Linked DNA regions of Triticum aestivum: region 1 is linked to region 2. A link is a contact called in public Hi-C data. All regions are on one chromosome and are shown on one strand. Each heading gives the region's core, a stretch centred on a gene start, on an enhancer-like site or on the middle of the called end of the contact. The rest is flanking DNA. Distances are from core to core; before and after follow the strand shown.

Region 1 (7,234 bases), core at 1,972-4,471, 330 kb before region 2:
CAGTTGACACGCAGGTCATAAATAAATTAAGACAACTCCAATGGCTCCTGCCGGTTGTCATACTCATCGACATGCAAGTCGTGATTCCTATTACAAGAATATGATCAATCTCATACATCACATATATCATTCATCACATCCTTCGGGCCATATCACATCACATGACACTTGCTGCAAAAACAAGTTAGACGTCCTCTAATTGTTGTTGCAATTTTTTTTACGTGGCTGCTATAGGTTTCTAGCAAGAACGTTTCTTACCTACGCCAAAACCACAACGTGATATGCCAATTTCTATTTACCCTTCATAAGGACCCTTTTCATCGAATCCGATCCGACTAAAGTGGGAGAGACAGACACCCGCTAGCCACCTTATGCAACTAGTGCATGTCAGTCGGTGGAACCTGTCTCACGTAAGCGTACGTGTAAGGTCGGTCCGGGCCGCTTCATCCCACGATGCCGCCGAATCAAGATAAGACTAGTAACGGCAAGTAAATTGACAAAATCGACGCCCACAACAACTTGTGTTCTACTCGTGCATAGAAACTACGCATAGACCTAGCTCATGATGCCACAGTTGGGGATCGTAGCAGAAATTAAAAAAATTCTACGCATCACCAAGATCAATCTATGGAGTAACTAGCAACGAGAGAGAGGAGAGTGCATCTTCATACCGTTGAAGATCGCGAGCGGAAGCGTTCAAGAGAACGGGGTTGATGGAGTCGTACTCGTCGTGATCCAAATCAACGATGATCCTAGCGCCGAACGGACGGCACCTCCGCGTTCAACACACGTACGGAGCGGAGACGTCTCCTCCTTCTTGATCCAGCAAGGGGGAAGGAGAAGTTGATGGAGATCCAGCAGCACGATGGCGTGGTGGTGGAAGCAGCGGGATTCCAGCAGGGCTTCGCCAAGCGCTACTGGAGGAGGAAGAGGTGTCACGGGAGGGAGAGGGAGGCGCCAGGGCTTTTGGGTGCGGCTGCCCTCCCTCCCCTCCACTATATATAGGGGCTAGGGGGGCGCATGCCCCCCTTGGAGATCCCATCTAGAGGGGGGGGGGCGGCCCCTCGGGGCAACGACCCCCTTAGGGTTTCCAACCAGGGGGCGCATGCCCCCTTGGGGGGCAACGACCCCCTAGGGTTTCCAACCCTAGGCGCCTTGGGCCCTTGGGTGGGGCGCACCAGCCCACTAGGGGCTGGTTCCCACGCCACTTCAGCCCAGGGGGCCCTCTGGGATAGGTGGCCCCACCCGGTGGACCCCTGGACCCTTCCGGTGGTCCCGGTGACCCCCGAAACTCTCCCGGTGGCCGAAACTGGACTTCCTATATATAAATCTTTACCTCCGAACCATTCCGGAACTCCTCGTGACGTCCGGTATCTCATCCGGGACTCCGAACAACTTTCGGTTAACCGCATACTAATATCTCTACAACTCTAGCGTCACCGAACCTGAAGTGTGTAGACCCTACGGGTTCGGGAGACACGTAGACATGACCGAGACAACTCTCCGGTCAATAACCAACAGCGGGATCTGAATACCCATGTTGGCTCCCACATGCTCCACGGTAATCTCATCGGATGAACCACGATGTCGAGGATTCAATCAATCCCGTATACAATTCCCTTTGTCTATCGGTACGATACTTGCCCGAGATTCGATCGTCGGTATACCGATACCTTGTTCAATCTCGTTACGGCAAGTCTCTTTACTCATTCCCGTAACACATCATCCTGTGAACAACTCCTTGATCACATTGAGCTCATTATGATGATGTCCTACTGAGTGGGCCCAGAGATACCTCTCCGTCATATGGAGTGACAAATCCCAGTCTCGATTCGTGCCAACCCAACAGATACTTTCGGGGATACCCGTAGTGTACCTTTATAGCCACCCAGTTACGTTGTGACGTTTGGCACACCCAAAGTACCCTTACGGTATCCGGGAGTTGCACAATCTCATGGTCTAAGGAAAGATACTTGACATTAGAAAAGCTTTAGCAGACGAACTAGACGATCTAGTGCTATGCTTAGGATTGGGTCTTGTCCGTCACATCATTCTCCTAATGATGTGATCCCGTTATCAATGACATCCAATGTCCATGGTCAGGAAACCGTAACCATCTATTGATCAACGAACTAGTCAACTAGAGGCACACTAGGGACATGTTATGGTCTATGTGTTCACACATGTATTACGATTTCCGGATAACACAGTTATAGCATGAACAATAGACAATTATCATGAACAAGGAAATATAATAATAACCATTTTATTATTGCTTCTAGGGCATATTTCCAACAGTTCCCGACGAGCCTGAGACTGGCCAACCATCATCGATTGAAACTTGAGCCTGAATACAAGACGTATAGCCGCGGATAGCGCGACCAAGACAAACCTACATGAGAGAAATAACCAGATCTAGGGACACATAATCTTCCACACTCCTCTCAATGAGACGAAGAAGCACTACCAAAATGAGGACGAGGCGGGGACTTTATTCCATGTCGACGACGACGCCATCGTCTTGCCACCACTAATCGGAGACATACCCCTTCCTTTACTCCTAACTCTGCCTCCATTGGACCGAAGCCGTAGGGTCTCTGCCCTCTCCCATCGTCGGAGCGACAGAGGGTAGGGGGCCCTTGGTTTCGACGGCGAGCTAGGTTAGATAGGCCGCCGTATCTAGTGGCTGGAGGAGGATGAGGAAAAGAAAGCTTTGGAACACATAACACATGTATCTGCTTTTATTTCGAGGTTTATTTTGAGCATTAACAAAATCATGCTATATGAGATGTATGCCACAAATGTATGTTGAAGTCATATTTTAAAGGAGTTCTAGTGATATAATTTTGTATGGTAACTCATATAATTTTGATCTTGTTGACGATCAACGTAAAATTTGAAATGCGAATCAAGCCTCATATGTCCGGCTGGAGCGAATACTCTGTTTATAAGATATTTTAATCCTGCTGTTGCATCTTATTTCATAATAAGTGGCAAATGGAAATCTCAGGAGATAAACAATTTTTTTGTCAGCCTGCCTACTTTTGAGTCTTGGCTGGTGTCTTTTTATTTGTAATATTTACTCCCTCCGTCTCATAATATAAGAACGTTGGAGTAGAACACATTCATTTTCGTATAAAACATAAAAAAGGAAAAAAAATAAAACCAGCGTGATGTGATAGGTAGTAGGGGGAAATAAAATGAAGAGCGGAGAGAAGAAAACTTCACTTGAAGTTCCATAAAAAAAATCTGGAAGAAGCGCAAAAGACCGGAGGCAAAAAAAACGGCGACCAGATGGCGGAAGTGAAATCGACCGCCGGGGACGTCATGGACGCGGCGGCCAGCAGCGCCGGGCAGAGCGCTGCCAGGGTGGCCGATCTGCTCCGTGGGTTCCTCGCCGTGCAGCAGCGCCGCGCCGAGGCTTACTCCAAGCTCCGAAGGTACCGCTGCTGCCCTGCCCCCACCCTCCCTCGCCCCCCTTAACCCTAGGCCTTCACTCGAGCACCCCGAAGCAGGAACGCGGGCCGCGCGTGGCACGCCGCGCGAGGGCCCGGCCGGGGTAGCGGTCCATGGCATAGAGAGCGTCTTCCTCGGCGCCGGTGTGGTTGGGGACGGATCAAACCTGGCGTCGAGGGGAAACACACACACGAATGCAAGGGTATTGTGGGCAAGTTATATGTTAGATTTACGCGAGAATTTTCCCCATCAATCAAGAAAGAAAATAAGCGAATAGGTTAGGTGTTGGAAGAGTTTGATACAATTCTTTATTTTCTTTTCAAAGATCATATCGGATGCTCTGTTGAACAGTTGACTCTGCCACCAGTGTTGTATAGTTGTATTTATGCGTTTTGCACTGTTCCCATCGTCTACGGCTCATCCTACAAGTGGGAGTGGGAGTGGGAGTGGGAGGCAGAGTTGGAAAATGTGATGAAAATCCGAGAATGTTTTTTAGCTAAAAAAGAATACTGGTTTTGCAATAACCATGCCCATCACTCTGTTTGCAGTAGGCGCTCTTCTGTTGGAAATCTAGATTAGGCCTCATTTTTGTGATCATACAGTAATGCTACAAAATAAAATATCTCTCTATTTGGACTTAAGCAAGATAGCGAAAAAAATAACGGTAATGATAACTCCCGAACGTTCGGGAGTTAAGCATGGCAACCCGCATGGCAACCCGAACGGGTTTAGATGGCAAGTTTAGTTTGCGTGAGATTAGGGAAACATGGCAATTTTCTGACAAAAAAAGAAAAAGGACGAAGTTGCCATCCCCTATGAACTAAAGTTGCCATGTAAAAACGTTCGGGACGAAATGCTCAAAATCCGAACGTTCGGGAGTTATTGGATTCCAAAAATAATCTCCATATGCCCTGATAGCAGTATCTTAACATCAATAGTGGAGTTCTGTCTGCCAATGCACACTGCTGACAACTATTCTATAAACCGTTGTTGGCGTATGCTGGGCAATTAGAAGGAAAACGTTTGCGCTCGGCCGCGCCGGACGCGCGCGCCTTCCGATTAGATGTGATCGAACGCTCCATCTTTTCGCCCACGTTCAATGACCCACGCGTGATTTTCTGAGGCCCACCACCTCTCCTATCTTATCTCCTCCCGAAAAAAACGTGGCCCATTTGTTTGCTATAGCGCATCGTCTCCTACCTCCAGAAGCGTTCCTGCAAGACGGCTCCACCGTGTTTTTTTTTCTGATCTCCGCACCGTGGTGCACAGACGCTCCCGCGACGGAGGTGCTGGGACCATGCTGGGGGCGCCGCAACGGAGGTGCTGGGACCGCGCCGTGCCGACGAGTCTCCATGGATGACCATGGTGAAGGTTGTGACGCCTACGAGCGGACAACGATGCTGGAACCAGCATTTTGTTTTGCTTCAACCGGCCAAATCCAGAGCTGAAACCACAGTTGTTCTTTGCTGCAACCGATAAGCGAGTTGGAAACACACCTGGTTTTTGCTACAACTATATCATTTTTTTGCTACAACCCGCGTCGCTATTTGCTACAATCTTCGGCAGTGTAGTTTGGTGGCCGATGACGACAAACAGCTGCAACCGGGAGATGAGAAAAGTTACAACCCATGGTGCGAAAAGCTACGACCGGCAACAAAAAAAGCTACAACTGTCGGACTGACGTGCTGCAACCAACGACGGCGAACTTGTGGCCGGCGACGGCAGATAGCTGCAACCTACGACCAAGGAGCTGCAACCGGCGTCCAGTTTTGCTACAATCTGAATTTTGCCGTGCTACCACCGGCGTCGAGTTTTGCTACAACCGGTATCGACAGTTGGAAAAAAAGCTTCAACCTGTGTAGGAAAAGCTTCAACCGGCGGTGAAAAAAGCTTCAACCGGCTTCGGGAAAAAAGTCTCAACCCGCACACGCCGACAGTGCGAGCAGCGACGCCGAGAACTGCGGCAGACAGCACAGTGGTGTTACGGCGGCGGCAACTAGGTGCAACGACAGAGAGACGTGGGGGGCGGGGCAGAGCATGCTGCAATCCGGTATGGTGATTCAATCACTATCACGCGCCGCGTGAAGAGGAGCGGCAAGCGGCATGCGAGCAGGTGCTGTCGGGGCCGCCGCCGCTGACGAGCGCGACCGCCACAGCTCGAGAAGGACTGCTCGACGGGGGAGCACTACTGCGCGTTGGGCTGATCGAGAAGGACTGCGTGCGTTGGTGGGAGGTTGGGGACGAGAGAAGGGGATCTGACGGCTAAGAGTGGCCAGATCAGACGGGCAGGGTGCGACCGGCCCAAATTTGGGCCGGCGCACCGACGCCTATCACTAAATTCTAATTGTTGCAAGATGCTGGTGTATAACCGTGTATGGTTAAGAACTATGGTTGTTGCTCTGGCTGTGAAATACACCTGTGCTGGCTGTGCATGCTTTGCTTAGCTTCGGATACTGCGTTATAAATATTATATATGAAGATTATTGCATGAAAACTACCTTCCTATTTAAGTTCATGAATTTGATCACTCAAACTATGAAAGTTTTGCAGTGGGTTTTCTGAATATATGGCTAATGGAGGTGAATGCGCCTATCAACAACTATGTGGGAATGTTACAGCCGAATTTAATGATTGCTCAACACAGGTTAAATGCTTTACTCATACATTTTTATCATAAAAGGTGAGATATCTAATACTGCTTACTACAGATTCTTGAAATGGTGTCCCTCCTGTCAAAGCCAAGTTTTTGTCGTGGAGATCTTGCCAACTTATTGAAGGATGTGCAAGCATGTGAGAGAGATAAGTTGCAGCTGGTATGCTTTCAATATCTCCTGTATTGCTGTATGGACTTCAATATAATTCGATGTTTTTGAAAAGCTGTATAAAAACACCAATATACCAAATTTGTGTTTTATTTGATTATGGTGACATTACTTTGTTCTGACCCGAGGAAGTTTATTATGGAGATGCAACTGGACAGATGAGAAATTAAAGTTGGCTCTTCTGTGCTGTCATTCTAATCGTTTTACTAAATGTCAAGTTTACCTTTTTAACAACAACAAAACCTTAGAGTCCAAAACAAGTTGGGTGTGCTAGAGTTGAAACCCATAAGATCTCGAAACCAAGTCCTGGTTCTGGCATGTGGATAGCTATCTTCCACGCACCCCTGTCCATGGCTAGTTCTTTGGTGATATTCCAGTTCTCCAGATCTCTCTTTACGGACTCCTCCCATGTCAAGTTTGGTCTACCCCTACATCTCTTGACATTATCAGCATGTTTTGACCGTCCGCTATGCTCTGACGCTTCTAGAGGCCTGCGTTGTATATGCCTGAACCATCTTAGACGATGTTGGACAAGCTTCTCTTCAATTGGTGTTGCCCCAACTCTATCTTGTATTACCTCCGTCCCAAATTAGTCGTCTTAGATTTGTCTAGATACGGATGTATCTAACACTAAAACGTGTCTAGATACATCCGCATCTAGACAAATTTTAGTCAACTAATTCGGGACGGAGGGAGTATATCATTATTCCGGACCTGATCCTTTCTTGTGTGACCACATATCCATCTCAACATGTGCATCTTTGCTACACCTAATTGTTGAAAATGGTCTTTTAGTTGGCCACCATTCAGCGCCATACAATATTGCAAGTCGAATCCCCGTCCTATAGAACCCACCTTTTACCTTTAGTGGCACTCTCTTGTCACAGAGGACGCCAGAAGCTTAGCGCCACTTCAGCCATCCATCTTTGATTCGATGGCTCACATCTTCATCGATA
Region 2 (7,174 bases), core at 204-2,703:
GTATGGGTACACATTGGCCATTGCTTGCAGAAAGAGAAGAGAAGGGATTTCCTTTCTCTAAGCCTGCAGCAGCTCGAGCCGGCGGAGGCGCTGGACCTCCTTGCCGAGGACGCTGCATCGCACCATGCTGCCGGCGGTGCGCCACAGCAGCTGGAGGTCGGCCCACGGCTCGCCGGGCGCCATCCGCTTGTGCAGGTAGCAGTCGAACGTCCGGCGCTGCACGTGCTCGTCCGCGCACATCTCCACCAGCGCCTCGCGCCCGGCGTTGTCGCCGTAGAACACACGCTGCAGCAGGTCCAGGAACCGGAACGTCAGCAGGAACTCGTCGTCCCACCGCCGCAGGTACCCGCGCCTGATCCCGCCCTCCGTCACCGCGCCCGTCAGCCGCCACTCCTTGGCCATCGCCTGCCCGCACAGCCGCCCGGACTTGGCCGCGAAGTAGATGCCCTCGCCGGAGCACCGGGTCACGTACCCCGCCGCGTCGCCGACCAGGGCCACGCGCCCCACCACGCGCCGCGGCCGCGGGTGCTCCGGGATCGGGTGCGCCTCCACCTTGATCACGCGCCCCCCGGCGATCTTGGGCCCCGCCCGCGCCCGGATGCCCGACTGCAGCTTCTTGATCTCCGGCTTGGCGGCCACGGTGCCGGTCCCGACGGCCACGTGGTCGCACTTGGGGAACACCCAGCCGTAGAAGTCCGGGGACACGTCCCCGCCCACGTACATCTCCGCGAGGTCGTCGTAGTACTCCATGGCCTTGTCGGGGAGCCGGATGCGCTCCTGGAAGGCGATGGCCGTCGAGTAGTCGCCCGCGCCGACCTCCCGGGCGACCCGGCTGTTCGCGCCGTCCGCGCCCACGACGGCGTCGACCTCAAGGACGCTCCGAGTGGGTGAGGGGCCGTCGCCGGACGAGATGTAGTGGACGAGGTACGGGTCGCTGGGGCCCGTGGGGAGGGACAGCGAGGTAACGAGGCCCGGGACGAGGGTGGCGCCGGCGTCGGCGGCGCGGGTGCGGAGAAAGGAGTCGAGCACCTCGCGGCGGAGCATGGGGATATGGGCGCCGGGGGGGAGCGACCGCCCGAAGTCGGCGGCGAGGTTGGAGGGGGAGAGGACGCGCATGCGGGTGACACGGCGGTCCACGAGCCCCAGCGGGATGGCAAACTCGTCGAGCATGCAGAGCGGGATGGCGCCGCCGCAGGGCTTGGCCCCCGCGGGACTGCGCTCCAGGAGGAACGCCTGGGCGCCTGCAGAAGCCAGCGCCTCGGCCGCCGACGCGCCGGCCGGGCCGCCGCCCACCACGGCCACGCGCAGCGGGCGCGCAGGCGCGGAGTGGGAGGAAGAGTAGGAGCAGGAGATGGAGAGGCGAGCTGGGGAGTGGCAGACTGCGGCGGCCATGGTCGAATGTGGGTATGAGATTTGGGTGCTTGGTGGGTTGGAGTGGAGTGTAGCTACACTGACCGCCGACGGCGATGAATCTAGGGCCCAGCTGGCGCTATGATTTGAAAACCAAAAGTAGACCCGCATGTCAGTGAGTAAGACAAGAAACAGGATGCCTTAAAACATCAGCTTGCTGTATTATAGACTATAAATAAGAGGAAGTGACAATGACACGTCCCTTAAGTACATTTAGGGGATGTTAAAAAAGAAGCATTTAGCTTAAGAGGAAGGGACAATGACATGTCTCCGTCGGTTTCCAATCACCCATATACCAAATAAATGCATGTTAAATAATCAGTGAGTATCGAGCATATAGTACTCTTTTTCGTTCTGAAATAATAGAAGTCTAAATTTGTTCTAAGTCAAACTTATTTACGTACAATATTGTATGAGGAAGTAGAAAAAAGAAAGAGTTGGGACTGACTATGTGTACGTTGATTGGTTTTTTCATTGTGTAGATCACTTTTTTGGGCTGTCATATCTCCATCCAACGGCCAGGATCGTATGTCATTGTTGATTTTCTTCCTTCCGAGCTGTCTCCCAACCTGGCCCCATCCGCCGAACTCCGCCCCCACGACCGGCAGGCGTTGCCGCACGCCACCTCGCCCTCCCCTTGACCACTCATCATCGACGCGCTTGCCATGGTCCAACGCCACCCCTCTAAGCCCCCTTCACTGATCCCCTATTTCAGTATCGGCAACCCCACGCTTGTTAACCTGCTTCCTCGCTTCTGTCTAGGACACCACAGCTCGCTGCCGCTCACAACGCCATTCCCTTCTCCAGCGAGGTCCTGGCTTGACCTCGAGCTCCCCCATGGCCTCCTTTCTTTGAAGGCTAAATCGACTTATGCCAAAAGAATGTCAAGTAACTTACATATAGCCAATGCTTGACAGTGAGAAACAGGTTCCACATGCAGGAAAATTTTGAAGGCTATTTTATAGCGATTCCGAGTTTGCACACAGGCTCTGGAGCCTCCATGATTTTTAGCGGCCGCCTCCATAACGATTTTGGCGATCTATATTTTGCATATTCTATTAGAGTTGCTCCTATGTGTCATTGTTGCATGCAAATGAGTGAGAGGAGGGAGCTTCCGCATGGGAAGGCGTCCATGCCAGTGGCGGAGCGTGAAACAAACTGAAGAACGGGCCTACAACATTCTCATTAGGCCAACTTTTACTATTGGGCCAAATCCAGACTAAATCATGAAAGAAAATCCAGAGAATATGACGGGCTATGGCCCTGTTTAGTCCTTACAAGGATCCGCCCATGATCCATGCGATGCCGCTATGTAGTGGTGTTCTTGTATCTTATATCCATCAATGATTCAATGTCAATCTATGTAAAGGGCATATGCCTTTTTGATATGTGAATTTGTTTTCTTTACTTCATTCATTTATTCTATATGCATATCCTACTTAAACATTGATGTGTTGCTCATACTGCCATCCTCCATGCTTTGTGTTTTGATAATATAGCAACTTGCCTATTCTGTTATATAAAAAAAGGGCAGTCCGGTGCACGTAGCTCCTGCTTGCGCTATAGTACAAATTTGTTTAACACCATTTATTCAGGCCTGCCTGCCTGATTGCATGTTAGATATTGAAGAAATGTCTCAACCATCTAGCAATAATTTCATAACACAAGAATTTTAGTCCCTTATGTTCCTACAGATATTTTTCTCGAGCTAGCTATTGCTACTGGTTGCTATCACGGGAATGAACAAGGCAATCACAATAGGAAACTGAAATGTTTGTCAAATTTGTATCTTATTATCCACCAATGTCAATAAGTAGTAGGCACCTGATACCTCTCTACTAATGGTTGTTCACAGGTGAAATTGGAATGCTGAGAATACTATGAAACAACCACAAACACATGCCCATCCAGTTGATAATCGCACAAGAAACGGAACACATCTCCGATCATTTTACTGAAATAAGAGGGCACAAACCACAAAAATAATGCATAGTTCTCTTGAATGTTACTTTTTACAATTGAACTATAAATTATTCATGCAAAACATAATAAACTCTATATGTAACTACAATTTTCACATTATATCATACAAGTACCACATGATGATTCTAACTAGTATTATTAAATGTTAATCCTGCATATTACTATTAATTCCCTCAACAACACACGGGGTATCATCTAGTTTGTAACACAACCTTAGCCGTCGCATGCTAAGTTTTCCAATATAAGCGTATAGCACTTACCAGCCTACGAACCCAACAGCAACAAAGTAAGGCAATCAATCAAGTCTTAGAAGGCGACATAGTGAACAGGCTATTTGAAACAAGATACAGCGGTTCATGACATTTTCTGAAACAAGCAGAGCTAAATAGACGAAACATTCAGCTGACACTTCCATGTTACAGTACAAATTTACACCCTGAAAAGTTGATACCCATTTGCGATCAACAAAAGAGATGGGCATTCTGATTCTCTCTCTTGTCACAGAACAATACATGCGTTTAAGCTGTTTCTCTACCAGGTGACCAGGTGTCCACCAGCACATGCCATCACGTTGCATAACGCACATTCCACAATGGCCGTTGTCAACGGAACAGCCAGGTGTGGGTCAGGTAAGCATAGTGGCTACTGGAACCTCTAGCTGACATCTCATGGAGCCACAGCTTCTGCCTTCCTACATCTGTATCTGCAGAAACATCTAACTTGTCAACAGAATGAACACATACTGTGCAATGGCAACTGAATTTAATCGTAAGGCAAATTGAAAAATACTACACTTTTAAGAACAGAATAACATATTGTACCTCAAATCCCTACTGATGCTTGTGGGTTAGTTTCATTGCCACCAGCCATTGGCATTCCCCTGTAAAGAAGTTTGGCACACAACTCATAAAGAGAGGGAGAGAATGAGGGAGGGAGGGCAGGGGAGGGAAGGGAGGGAAGGGAGATCATACTGTTCTTTAGCTTCAAGTTTAAGCAGATCAATTTGATTCTGCAGATCAACACAGGCAGCTTGAATAGCTATGTTTTTCTGACACAGTTCCTGCCATTCTACTGTCAACGCATGGAGTTGTCCACCAGTGTTTTGCTGGTCAAAAACAGAATATCACTTGCCTGTACAGTATGGTCATGCTGATTCAGATTTAGGACGGGATTTGAAAAGTATGTTACCTGATGAAATTTCCTCTCACGGTTGACAGTTTCTATCTTTTCATTGTATTCCAGAGTCATTTTTTGTGTCCTACAAAGTACCAAGTTATCACATACTTCCAGCATTATAACTAGTATATCTACTTTTTAGATACCATGTACACATGCACAATAATAAAGCATATGTATGACATGAATACATCTAAGTGATTCAGAATCCAGTGGATGCCTAAGCTACATGAACACTGATGCATCACACACGTGAGACAGCTAGAAACACATTGGTTTTGCGTCACCTTCAATGTAGGATAGTACTGATGACACAGCCCACAAACCGAACAGTGTCAAATGAAATGCAAGGAAAACAGGACAAGATGTAAGTGATACAGCACTGTAAGGACATATGGACAGAACAAATTACCTAGACAAAACTGATTCCATTTTTCTGTTCTGGAGCTTCCAAACCTCAACACCGTGCTTCAGCATAAGCTCCAAATTCTCAATCCTGTAACACTAACTTCATTTCAAAAAACGATAGAAATATATTTGACAATAATAGCAGACCATAGATGGTAAGAACCATATGCATATGGTGAAACACAAAAACACCTAAATAAAGTGTATACTACAATTGAGGCTAAGAAATTCAAAGCCTATGCCAATCATAACTATAAAGCAAAATCGGAGAATGCATTGTCTACAATGTCGTTATTATTGTCTACAACCACGAGCACTACGCTACCTCCCATACTAACGATGATTACTATAGTACATATAAGAGAATCAGCTCTTGCATAACAATTTACTTGTCATTTCAAACAGACTGCAGAACTCTTTGTTAAAGAGTCTGTCCTTTTGAATTTAATTTTTATTTGGTCGTAATATTTGGAAACCTATACTCTTCACGGTATTGAAAGCTTACAGACTATAACAGTGAATGGAACAACATTGGTATAGTTACTAAAAAGAAAGACAGCAAGACATGACACAGCAAGACACTGGCCAATGTGATCCTATCATGATCTGATGCAGCAAAGTGCAACTACTGCTTGAATTATGGCAGTCAATTGTAGTTCAGTATCATGTGGGTTTAGCTTATTACTTGATGCAATTTTGGACGGGAAAAGTTTCATGAATGTCCTGACCACAGACCCAAAAAAAATTCCCTATGGGAGTTATTTTGCTTTAATACAACTTTATAATAACATTCATATTTATAACTTAAAAATGTTACAAACAGACTGCCATAGTGGCCACTTAGAGCTATCAATGTGTATATCTATTATAGCAATGTCGATTCAGAACACATGATTCCTCAAAATGCAAATATGCAATAAGCAGCCTTACCGCACAATTTGATGCTGCAGCTGGCTCTGGGCATTCCGTAAAGCCTGCCTCCAAGCAAGAACATCATTTCTCTTGTTCGCTGGGGGTGGCTCCAAACCATAGCGGGACATCTCCATGGTAGCAGGTGGCTTGCCAGCTCTAACACGTTCGTACTCTTTCGCAAGCATAGGATGATTCTAAAACAAAAATGCTAAATGAGAACATGACATATTTTACATTCAAACAACAAATCCAAATATCAAAACAAGCAAGAAGTAGGTCTCCTGTTTTACATTATATGCATACAAGAAAAACGCTGACCATTTAGTTACATAAACGTACATACAAACGCATCTATTGTGCAACAAATTTACAGTTTATCAAAACTTGTTTGTGTTAAGTAACATCAGATATGCAATTTATGTTGGGCATGTCCGTTCATGTATGTATACGAAACACTTGACTACTCAGCTTACTGAACTGCTAAGACATATAAGGTGTTGCAAACAAATGAAGAAAAAGCCTAACTACACAGTACACACACTAATAGTTGTGTTCAGAGACACATCCAAACATAACATAACTGCTCGATGAGGTCCAACATAGATGTAGTTCCTAGCTGGTTTTTAGTTTGCAAATACTTCCGGCTGTTCATTAGGCAACAGTTCCACCAAATTTGTGTTTTAGTTGCTTACCGGCAGTGGCATTAGAGAGTGTGGCACATGACTGACAGAGGAGAAACTTTCTAAAAACATGGTACAAACTCCCCATGTTCTATGTGCATGGAGCTAATATAACATCTATTTTAGATAGTAAGAACTCTGCAATTCAAAGTGAGAATGTCTTTTCAATCTAGCTATCGTTCAGCTACGTGTGAGGTTTTTCTGTAAGAAAATTGCTCAGTGTATGCTCCAAGCACTAAAATTTACCACCTCTAGTCATACAATTGAATGTCTAAAATAGTGTGTTAATCTTGGTGCAGATTGCTTGTAATTTTAGCTTGATGCATACAGCAGAAGGGATGAACTAATGTACCAGATTTTGAAATGGTTTGCACCTACTTACAATACAAAATACTAATTTATATAATACCGAGGACAATAAGTGCATGCTTCCAGCTTAGTGGAAGTATGCGACAACGAAAAACAATAATATTTTAAGCAGGTTCAGCCTTTCTCCAGCCATTACAATATGAAAGGAATGAACTTCGTAGCTAAACAACGTGACAGCCTACACTAGGGTCCGAAAATTCAACAGCAATCTTCATCAGACAATACAGCAAAATTAC

Evidence for each region. A called contact is a pair of places that touch in the nucleus more often than the background predicts.
Region 1: a Hi-C map of leaf shows a contact between it and region 2, with 2.3 times the contacts expected there. The contact joins the promoter of LOC123078112 here to the promoter of LOC123078110 in region 2. A contact is called at or near these places in 2 of 5 Hi-C or Micro-C datasets (both in leaf).

Annotation. Positions count from the first base shown.
Region 1 is chr3D:172,918,459-172,925,692 of IWGSC CS RefSeq v2.1, reverse strand. LOC123078112 reads left to right here and starts at 3,221. Exons shown (of 4, transcript XM_044500513.1): 1 at 3,221-3,440; 2 at 6,007-6,100; 3 at 6,165-6,269. The coding sequence starts at 3,295.
Region 2 is chr3D:172,584,264-172,591,437 of IWGSC CS RefSeq v2.1, reverse strand. LOC123078110 (geranylgeranyl diphosphate reductase, chloroplastic) reads right to left here and starts at 1,453. Exons shown (of 1, transcript XM_044500511.1): 1 at 1-1,453. The coding sequence starts at 1,392. The coding sequence ends at 58. LOC123078109 (pre-mRNA-splicing factor SPF27 homolog) reads right to left here. Exons shown (of 7, transcript XM_044500510.1): 2 at 5,908-6,083; 3 at 4,982-5,065; 4 at 4,582-4,651; 5 at 4,365-4,498; 6 at 4,215-4,273; 7 at 3,681-4,096. The coding sequence ends at 4,216.